Regions from separate parts of the Salmo salar genome. Here region 1 is linked to region 2. A link is a contact called in public Hi-C data. All regions are on one chromosome and are shown on one strand. The core of a region is the stretch at or near the end of the contact, and the rest is flanking DNA. Distances in the headings are between cores, read along the strand shown. Region 1 holds the start of LOC106582153 (sentrin-specific protease 7). Region 2 holds the start of tfg (trafficking from ER to golgi regulator).

Region 1 (5,910 bases), core at 2,689-5,188, 170 kb before region 2:
TAACTCAGATCATAAGCCTGTTTTTATATTTGGATCGTCATAATTCATAGATATGGTTTCAATGGATGCAAATCTTCTCTACATCCCTCTCACCCCCTGCAGAGTAACCCTGGCAGTCCCTATAACCTGGCCTATAAGTATAACTTTGAGTATGCCGTGATCTTCAACATCGTGCTGTGGCTGATGATCATTCTTGCCCTGGCTGTTATCGTCATCTCATACAACCTGTGGAACATGGACCCAGGATATGACAGCATCATCTACAGGATGACCAATCAGAAGATCAGGTTGGACTAAGGTCTGCCCAGCAACACTCGAGCCCTCCTATTAGCCCTCTCCTAGTGAATCTTTGTTTTTCTTGTTTTGTTTGAAAAATAAAGAAGTGGAGCTGAAGGTGTAGGCCTAATTCTAAATGGGTTGGATAGGTTTAAACAGTATGGTGAAAATAATTCCTCTTAGCATAGTATAGGCCATGGTTGCACTAATTACAAACCAGATGGCGTATACCTATTCAACCTCTCAGCTATAGACAAGCTTCTAGTGGTTGGTTATGGACTTGGGAGTAGACCTCAGAGTAGCAGTTGTTCAGGGAGAGGTAAAGGTCCTATCCAATATAAATGAAATGTATAAGAGATGCACTTAATTAGTTAACCTCTGTGCAATTTCTCAAAGGTGTTAACTATACAGTAGATGTGTAGTTTAATGCTGAGTTGTAACACTAGAGCGGTCTCTGAGGCCTAGTCCTGTACCTTCAACCCCACACTTCACATTGCTTATGAGTGTCCTCTTTAGTAGTCGTCCCACATCCCTGGGGATTTCAAATGTCTTGTTTTATTTTTATTGTAAAAAGTAAAGATGATTATTCTAATGCCCTGAAAGACTGAGAATTGGTGTGTGATGTAAATGTTTGTCTCGCTATTTGAAACTGTTTCTAAGTTAAAGTGAAATCTAGGTGTGTATATATTAAAGTTAGAAATAAAAATATCCTGAAGGAAACTGCTTTATTGGTATTGTGAGAAGGTCTGTGTAACATTCGCTGGCAGGTTGCAAAGGCGCCTTGCATGCATTTTGCGGTTGTATGACTTTGACATTTGAATATGCAATAAATGAATTACCATCTAATGTTTGTACTTTACTTCATCAGTAAGTTAAATTTCACACATTTATTAAACCACCATAGTCTAGAAACCATTGATACATTGGCACAAATGTCCTTGGACAAACTGTCTCATAGTTTGTTTTATAATATTTGTCTGACACTGAGTTTCTAATGAACAAACTTGTTCTTACTCAATGACATGTTTACCATGACCAAAAATACTCTTCAGTTGACTTATCCAACACACGGGAGCACGAGAAAAATGTACTCATTGAGTTATATGGAAGTAACCAACCACTTAAGCCGCATAGCGACGCTCTACCTCTAAAATAATCTGCAATATGTAACGGGCTTGGTGTGCTTTTGTAACAGCAGATCCACTGTACTACAAAAACACGTTCATGTAAATCTAATGGTATCATTCCGTTCACGCCATTCCAGCCATCATTATGAGCCGTCCTCCCCTCAGCAGCCTCCTGTGGATATGAAGTAATAGTACATAGGCTATACATCCATGCCAATGATAGTATCTTGTGACATGTTATTTCAATAATGTTTTACTTGAAAAAACAAGCAAAACAGTTTTTTGCTTGTTTAATTTGGTGAAGTAACTTGGTGGAAAGCCTTGCAGTGCTTATCTCTCTCTCAGCCAGCATCTGGACAGTGAGGAGTGTACATTTTCATTGGCAGATCAATTAAGTGCAATGCAGTTATCCAAACACATCATCAATGACTAAAACAACAAATCTAGTTTTAAAATACACATTTCAACAATACATGTAGTCATTTCATAGCCTGTGTATCATTGTGGTACCCAACAATGCCAGAGTTAAGAACAGTGTATGGTTCCGTAGGTTCCTCTCTTATCCCTGGTTGGACAACATTAGGTTCCATAGGTTTGACAAAACCTGTCTATAGTAATTATTACCCTAAGGCTTCTCCATGTGGCTTTAAAAGACTGCTGTAGTATTTACCTACAGTATGTGTCAATCATGATGGTAATTTCCACAAATTGATTATTGTTTGAACTATTGTTTGAGAACCAGCTATTTATGGCTGAGACTCATCCAGCATTATCAGTCAGCATGATTAGACAGGCTAATCGTGTCATTTGGTAACTAAATGAATCCCTGTGCTGGTCTGCTAAAACTTGTCTGGCCTTTGCATAACCTTTACAAAGAACTGGTGTGGGTGGGTGTGTTTGTCTGTGTCTGTGTATTTTGAATCCTGTGTTTTCTACTTCCCTTTATTTCCTGTCTCCAGCTTTAATAAGAAGGAGAAGTTGACATCTGGTTCTGATCTACCAGCAGCCGTAATAACCCCTAAACCTCATGATGATGTTATCGCTAACGGCGGCCCTGTGCATCATCAGAGACAGCCATGCGGAAGTGTGGATCCTGAGGTTAAAGGTTTCACTGGATTCCAGGCTGGGACCAATCTATGATCATTAAACATTTATTGAAAAAGATAAACTCATAGAACTGTATATCTAGTCAGATTCACTTGAGGCCACATTTTAACATTTTTATAGCCCTACACACTTTCAATAGACTATTTGAGACTTACTTTACTGACTTTAGTCAAAGCATTCCCATATCACCATGACCATAACGATAACAGATTTTTAGACCAAACAGTATATGACATGATACGTGATTCCATTTCATTGATGTTGTATGGGTTTAGGAGTGAGGTTTCTGAACCCAAGTATCTTAACAGGATATTGTCATATTATTGATTATTCACTGATCTATGGAAGCTTTTCTTTAACATACGTATGTTGTCATGCCCTTGCTGTCCCAGTCTCTGTCCAGTGTGCCCATACTCAGTGGTCCAAATACTAAGCTGAGATACCTGTTGTAACTCCAACTTTCACTCACATCAGTCACTATGTCAGTGTAAGGATTGTGTGAAATATGAAGTAATTGGCAACCGCTCGGCCTCCGACTGCAAGGCACTACAAAGTGTAGTGCATACGGCCCAGTACATCACTGGGGCCAAGCTTCCTACCATCCAGGACCTCTATACCAGGCCGTGTCAGAGGAAGGCACAAAAAATTGCCAAAGACTCCAGCCACCCTAGTCATAAACTTTTCTCTCTGCTACCGCACGGCGCCAAGTCTAGGTCCAAAAGGCTTCTTAACAGCTTCTACCCCCAAGCCATAAGACTCCTGAACAGCTAATCAAATGGCTACCCAGACTATTTGTGTTGTCCCCACCCCCCATTTTTACACTGCTGCTACTCTCTGTTTATTAACCATGCATAGTTGGGGTGGCAGCGTAGCCTAGTGGTTAGAGCATTGGACTATTAACCACAAGGTTGCAAGTTCAAATCCCCGAGCTGACAAGGTACAAATCTGTTATTCTGCCCCTGAACCAGGCAACTAACCCACTGTTCCTAGGCCGTCATTGAAAATAAGTATTTGTTCTTAACTCACTTGCCTAGTTAAATAAAGGTTACTTTTTTTTTTTAAATAGAAAATACATTTGAACAGTAATATTTGAAAAGTATATGAATGACTTGTCTTTTATTGTTTTGTGTGCATATAACTTCTCAGAATGTAAATTATGAGCAATTAGATATTAAAGTATCTGATGAACGTTATCAAGAAGTGCAATGAATCATTAAAACATTTCTTACATATCTGCAACATTAAATGAAAAATGTTATGTGGACCATGAGTAGCCTACATATCAAGTAATTTGATACTATGAAGGTATATTAGAATAATTCAATGTATTTCATATTTAATATCATATAAGTGTACATTTGTAACCAAATAATAGTCATAAAACATAGACTTGGATGCAAATAATATTCTCATTCTATGGTCTCATATATCTAGATTGTTCACTTCCGGAAACAACAGGATGTTCTTCTGAACCAGGAAAAGCTTGAAAACAACGGCAACCTTTGCAAACAACGTGTATTTATGATTTTATGGGCTTTGCAATTAATCAGCAAGATGATTTGGAGAGTGCAGTAGCTGTGTACATTTTCCGTCTCTTCGTTCTTTGGTCACGCGTGTGTATGTTGCACTAACTCACTGTATTACCGAGTAAGTATGAGAACTGGGGACAAAAGTTACCTGCTAGCTAGCTAACGTTAGCCTATTCATAGATGCTAGCTAAGGCTCGCCTACACCAAATGTTTCTGAAGTTACAGGCAGCTTGTTGCCAGGTTTTGTTAGCTAGCGTGACTGTGCATAGTTGAATGCTATTCTAGAATGACAAATGGCACACACGAAGATAACCATTATACGAGCAATATTTAACGTTAGCGAAATGCAACGAGTAGCGACCCGAGGACTAGCCAATGATTGCTAGCATAGTAATCCATGGCACGGGCCAGACCCCCCCAAATGTGGGCAGTCGGGCTCACTCTTGGGGTGACGATGTCTCATGGCAGCTTTCTCCGTGTTATCACTCTTTTCATCCCTCCATCCCATTCATTTTTACCATTGTTCGTCATATCGTAAAATTCCGATGTCAGTATAGAACCAGTTATTGCTCACCTATAACGTTACCCTTTAATCATATTATTAGTAAACTTAGATTCACAGCTATCCATCCACATTTTGTAATGTTCATGCTTAAAAAAGTAAACCCTGATACATTTGGGTGGTCATGAAATTTCCTTTTAAGTGGTATAAATATAAACAACTTCAAATGTGACTCTGGGTGACAACATAAGGCAGTTTTTTTCTCCAACATTAGGAATGTTTTCCTTGAGAAATTAAGTCCACTTCATGTTTTGTTTCCTTTGCTTCCTTACTTCGTTGTATCGCAATACTGGTATCTTGACAACAATACGCTAGAAATTCGAATTGTTGGAAGCTTAGCCATATAGTGGGGCAGCTATGTTTTTGTATTGTAACTTCGGTGATAGAAGCATTAAATTGCTCACACACACACACAACAGGGTTTTAAAAACATTTCTAGATACAGGACCATCACAGGATTCACGCAATAACTCCACTGAAGCTTTTTTCCAATATGGCCGCCAAACAACACAATGGGTATTATTGGATCAATTTTGTATCACCATACCTGAATGAAACATAATTGTAGTATGCCCAATATTATCTTAAAATGGTCATAGGGATGTAGAATACACAACCAAATTAGCCAATTGTGCCAGTTATATAAATATGTTAAATGATTCACAGAACTGGGGTAAGAATGCCCAAAAAGCTGTCCTGATCACTGATTTCTTAACTGAAATGTTAAGAATGCTTAAAGGGGCAGTGCAGTTAACGTGATTTTCTTGTTTATTTTTAATATTTCCACACAGAGGTCGAAATAACACTTGGAAATTGTGAACATTTTGATAATGCAGTTTTTGTATAAGGGCTATTTAGAAGAAAAAATGCCAGTAATTTCAGTCTGTTCAGGTGGGATGGAACTTTTGGCCCACATAACATCACAATGTGATCTGATTAAAATAGACCAATGACTGTTAATCTGGGTAAGCGGGTGCGCTCTATAGCATCCTATCAGCCGATCATGGCTGTGTATGTAAATATCTTAACATTTGTTTCCTAACACCCATATGATCAGCCTGAGCATTTCCAGGGCCAAAGGAGGCTTGGGGATATAATTGCTAAAAAATATACTTGAGTTACTTTCATTATATAAACACAATGATTTGTTAGACCTACAGTGATGATTTGAAACAATCAATTACAAAGACTGCATGGGGACTTTAATTGCAATATTTAATCTTTAAAAAATGATATACAATGTTATCCTATTAACTGTTTTCATAAAGCAGAGGATTAGAGCACTTGTACAATTCCATGTGAATGCCAA
Region 2 (5,506 bases), core at 2,106-4,605:
TTAGTGAAACGGCAGCAAGGTATCGATGATTACGTCACCAGAATAAGACCCTCGATATTTATTGGAAAGGAGCGTCAAGCTCATCACCTTGCACTTTCACCACCCTGTGAAGTTAATCACTTATTTCATCTATAGCCCTAATGAACTGCATGCTTTCCCGACGAGTCGTAGGGGTAGCAGACAGGCTGTCATCGCGTGACTCCAAGTTTACTTCGATATGATTATATCAACATTAGCGCATTAAAACTTTAGGGATAGCCCCCTTTTTTTCAATAAATGACATACCCAAATCTAACTGTCTGTAGCTCAGGTCATGAAGCAAGGAAATGCATATTCTTGGTACCATTTGGAAGGAAACACTTTGAAGTTTGTGGAAAAGTGAATTGAATGTAGGAGAATATAACAATAGATCTGGTAGAAGAAAATACAAAGAAAGAAAAACAACCGGTCTTTTTCTACCATGTGAAGGAGACATTTGCAGTCATATTCCATTTTTCTGCAAGAATATCGCTAAATCTGTATACTTGGACTTCAATTTAGCTTTCCAAGTATTAGTAGCCATATTATAAGTTCAACATTTGCAAAACAACCAGTTTTCATAACTCTGAAAATCCTTATAATTTCGGTCCAAAATGATGTCGTTTTGCTGCCATACAAGGTTAGTAGCTACATTTTACAACATATACATGGTTTCCGGATACTCTGGTAAAGCCCAGCTTATTGGATATCTAGATAGCTTTGTTTGACCCCAATTGGTGCTTATTTGACAAAGAAAGTCGTTCAAATGATGGCCGCCCGCGTCATCGGCGTGCCATGAAGGCATCGCTCTCTGACCAAATATGGTGTCCTATAGGATATACTACACCCCTAACAAAATAGTGAAGTCTTGTTACCTTCTAGGATCTCTGAAGAATAGATACAAACGTGACTTGACTCGTTGAAACAACGTTTAGGGTGAGATTTTCACAGATTCCCTTCTTTGAAAATTGAACAAGTGGAAATACAAAATCGATCGTGCATGCTATATGGATCTTTTTAGGACATGAAAAATTATTTTATCTAACAAAACGACACTTCATGTTATCTCTGGGACCCTTTGGATGATAAATCAGAACAAGATTTCAGAATGTAAGTACACATTTCACCATAAGAGGTGAATTTATCAAACCTATCGCAAAGAGAAAAAAAGTTGTTGTTGTTAGGAGCTCTCCTCAAACAATAGCACGGCATTTTTCCCCCGCAGTAATAGCTACTGTAAATTGGACAGTGCAGTTATATTAACAAGAATTTAAGCTTTCAGCCGATATAAGACATATGTACCGACATTTGTTGTTTCTCTAAAATCTGTGATCTTGACATAACGCGCTGCATGATTTACAACTGTCCTGTCGATGGGACGCCGATCCTTAAGAATTAAAGCATTCCGACCGACATTTCATCGACACAAAAACATCCCAGCTTGTCTAGTGTATTTTGTTTTGTCGACATCAGGCCTGTCATTAAAAAAAGTTACCCGACATGTACTTTACTCGCAGAAAAAGGTTGGAAACCTGATTAGTGACCATGTATTTTCATTGGCAGTTCTTACTTCCATAATTTCGCCACAAGAGGCATTGTGCTGATTTCCAGTATCTAGTAAGCCCCGCCCTGCTATAAATGTGCAAACATGAAAAAAAAACTGATGCTTATTTTGGGGAATTTAAACCATTTGTGTTACAAAAGGTGATTAAAATAAAAAGTGTTAATGCTTGATAGACTGTCTTTTCAATCATTACCAATTTGGGGTAAAAAGAATGACCTCCGTTGGTGCTTTTAGGGTTAAGGAAAGAGAGGGCATAACAATAACAGGAGCCTATGATGCAAATAAGCCACTCTACACTAAAGGACCACAGTCATATAGATGATTAGTAAGCCAACAAACCACCATTGAAAAACAAGCATCATCACTTTAAAAAAAAAAACTTCAGTTACAGACAAAGTGCTTGGATCATGGAAGAATGGTGTTATCATTAATCTATCAACCTAGGATTCACTCATCTTTACCTTTGAATGGCAAACACGTCACTGCCCTTTACAACATTGCTCAAGTGCTACTATATAGTTTACAGTTTCACTCTGCTTCCAAAAGTCTAAGGTTCAAGTACAACAGGCTGAACACAGCTGAGCTAGCCTGAGCCGTCAGTCTGGTTCAACCAGACTTTGGCCTATAGGCCTAGTACTGGAACTTAAATGGAAAGAGGGAATTACCAGAATGTGTTGATTAGATCATGGAACACTACTGTTTAATGTCGTTAGAATAAAATACGGGCTAGCTAGCTAATCAGCTTAACTGATTAGATTAGGATAAACAATCTATTCCCTATCCAGTCCACACTAAAATGAGCCCATCAAGAAAATAGTTACAATAGTTTCAAATCACGTGACCTGCAACAACTTGTTGGTCTGGCCAGCAGTGGCTAGCAAACTAGAGCTAACAGTACAGTATCTAGCTAGCTAAATTAAATTACCAACAATGTGTCAAACAAGGTTAGCTAAAATTATCTACAATTACACTTAGCTAATAGTTATGTTACGCCAACGAGGACAACATAATACGGCTTGTAACGTTACATAAATCACGCAGTTATAGTACTAGTTAATGAAAGGGCGAGGTTCAGGATTGCAGTTTGTAGTCTTTTTGTCTGAGATTCAATATAGCTAGCTTGCTAACTTGACAGTTCATTGTGAGGTCAATAAACTAGCTAACTCAAAAATCAGTTGTACTGTCTATATTTATAACCTAGATAGCTAACTAATTGTATCGTTAATAGGTGTCGAAAGGAAACTAACTGGTATGCAAGCCAAGTTGTATCATAAACATAACCAGGCCATTTTCCTGTGTCACTGACAGGATGTAGAACCCTGACAAATAAAGACCCATTCAAAACTCCCATTCGTGGTTATAATGTTGACTTCCTGCAAAATATTTAACCAAACTGAACATTCTTACCGGCGTCAAAGAACGCAAGTTCATCGACTTAATTTAACACAAACACACAATTTCATTGTATTTCTATCATCATGTAGCAATACAATTTCATTGCACTTCTACCATCAAATAAATTAGGCTATAAAAACAACAAACCCGATACTAGCATCAATCGTTAGCTAGAAATGCTAACGATAGCTAGCGTTTAGAATCTGATTCATGTTGTCAACATACATATTAGGAATATTGAAAAAGACAAATTATATGAATCCCACCTGTAAATGGACGTCTTGATCCCGCTGTGGTATCGGTGGTTCTGGGAAGACCGTGTCAGGCAAAATCTGTTACCCAGGCTGGCAAACACAGAAACCCAGCTTCTCATCAGGAAGTCTGTCCGCTTGTCGACGTCAACCTGTACGTGGCATACCGCGGAGGGCGCAGTCGCAGCTGCTCAACTATTTGACACGTTTGACAGTGACATTTGAGCGAAATCAGCAGATTTTTTTCTGCATAGGCGCAGGTTGGGAAATTGAGTTTTATATTATAAATGTGTGACTGTGTGACTGCTTTCCTTTGTACTGTGTTTTGCAGGTCGTTCTTTTCATTTCAATGGTTGCAGTGACACACAGTACAAGTAAAACGTTTTCACACACCTACTAATTCAAGGGTTTTTATTTATTTTTACTATTTTCAACATTGTAGAATAATAGTGATGACATCAAAACTGTGAAATAACACATATGGAATCATGTAGTAACCAAATCAAAACACATTTTATATTCAACAAAGTAGCCAACCTTTGCCTTGATGACAGCTTTGCACACTTTTGGCATTCTCTCAACCAGCTTCATGAGGAATGCTTTTCCAACGGTCTTAAAGGAGTTCTCACATATGCTGAGCACTTGTTGGATGCTTTTCCTTCATTTTATGGTCCAACTCATCCCAAACCATCTCAATTGGGTTGAGGTCGGGTGATTGTGGAGGCCAGGTCATCTGATGCCGCACTCCATCACTCTCCTTCTTGGTCAAATAGCCCGTACACAGCCTGGCGGTGTGTTTTGGGTCATTGTCCTGCTGAAAAACAAATGATAGTTCCACTAAGCACAAACCAGATGGGATGGTGTATTGCTGCAGAATGCTGTGGTAACCATGCTGATTAAGTGTGCCTTGAATTCTAAATAAATCACTGACAGTGTCACCAGAAAAGCACCCCCACACATCACACCTCCTCCTCCATGCCTCACGGTGGAATCACACATGTCGAGATCATCCATTCACCTACTCTGCGACTCACAAAGACACGGTGGTTGGAACCAACAATCTCAAATGTGGACTTATCAGACCAAAGGACAGATTTAAACCGGTCTAATATCTATTGCTCGTGTTTCTTTACCAAGAAAGTATCTTCTTCTTATTGGTGTCCTTTAGTAGTGGTTTCTTTGCAGCACTTCGAACATGAAGGCCTGATTCAAGCAAGTCTCATCTGAACAGTTGATTTTGGGATGTGTCTGTTACTTGAACTCTGTGTAGTATTTATTTGGGCTGCAATCTGGGGTGCAGTTAACTCTAACAAACTTATCCTCTGCAGCAGAGGTAACTCTGGGTCTTCCTTTCCTGTGGTGGTCCTCACGAGAGCCAGTTTCACCATAGCGCTTGATGGTTTTTGTGACTGCACTTGAAGTCATTTTCAAAGTTCTTGAAATGTTCCATGTTGACTGACCTTCATGTCTTAAAGTAATGATGGACTGTCATTTCTCTATGCTTATTTGATCTGTCCTTGCCAAAATATGGACTTGGTCTTTTACCAAATAGGGCTATCTTCTGTATACTACTGCTAACTTGTAACAACACAACTGATTGGCTCAAATGCATTAAGAAGGAAGAAATTCCACAAATGAATTTTTAATAAGGTACACCTGTTAATTGAAATGCATTGCAGGTGACTACCTTGTGGAGTTGGTTGAGAGACCCTTGAATGAGTAGGTGTGTCCAAACTTTAGACTGGTACTGTAAGTTATTATGTGGTGTAAGTAGCTGTAATAAAAACTAATTAAGCACATCACAAGGTCAGTAACAATCAAGACAACTAAAGGCACAACAATCTGTCATTTAAGAGGTATATGAATGATAAACATTACAGTTTGGGCACATTACACGGCGGAGGCAAATCAAGACCCCTTGATAGCAGTCAAGACACAGTGTAACCTTTCAAGCCAACTTAGTGAGATAATAAATCTTTTTTTTGCCATTGGAACACAGAATCTCATGTCTCTAAGTCTCAAGCTTTGCACAGTACTTGTGTGCATGCCTTATAGTGCTTTCAATATTTGACAGATTAGTCAACGGATTTTCCATTTACTGAAATCATGGCAACAAACTTGTTCAGCCCTCATTCCTCCTTCAAAACACAGTTCTTCCCTTGCCTCAAAACCCACAATACATCTTCATCACTTCTTCTTCTTCTTCTCCTGTGTGAAATCGAACCAGGCGTCCAGCAGTTTCTTGCTGTAGTATATCTGACAGGCATCCACCTGCACT

What was found. Hi-C and Micro-C count contacts between places; a contact is called where the count stands out from the background.
Region 1: a Hi-C map of blood shows a contact between it and region 2, with 8 times the contacts expected there. The contact joins the promoter of LOC106582153 here to the promoter of tfg in region 2. A contact is called at or near these places in 2 of 3 Hi-C or Micro-C datasets (blood and gill).

The regions. Positions count from the first base shown.
Region 1 is chrssa21:26,077,287-26,083,196 of Ssal_v3.1, reverse strand. It overlaps LOC106582153 (sentrin-specific protease 7), which reads left to right and starts at 3,938. Exons shown (of 23, transcript XM_014164946.2): 1 at 3,938-4,157. It overlaps renr (Renin receptor), which reads left to right. Exons shown (of 9, transcript NM_001140091.1): 9 at 103-1,122. The coding sequence ends at 297.
Region 2 is chrssa21:25,903,765-25,909,270 of Ssal_v3.1, reverse strand. tfg (trafficking from ER to golgi regulator) reads right to left here and starts at 3,355. Exons shown (of 8, transcript NM_001173811.1): 1 at 3,244-3,355. It also overlaps the pseudogene LOC106581992.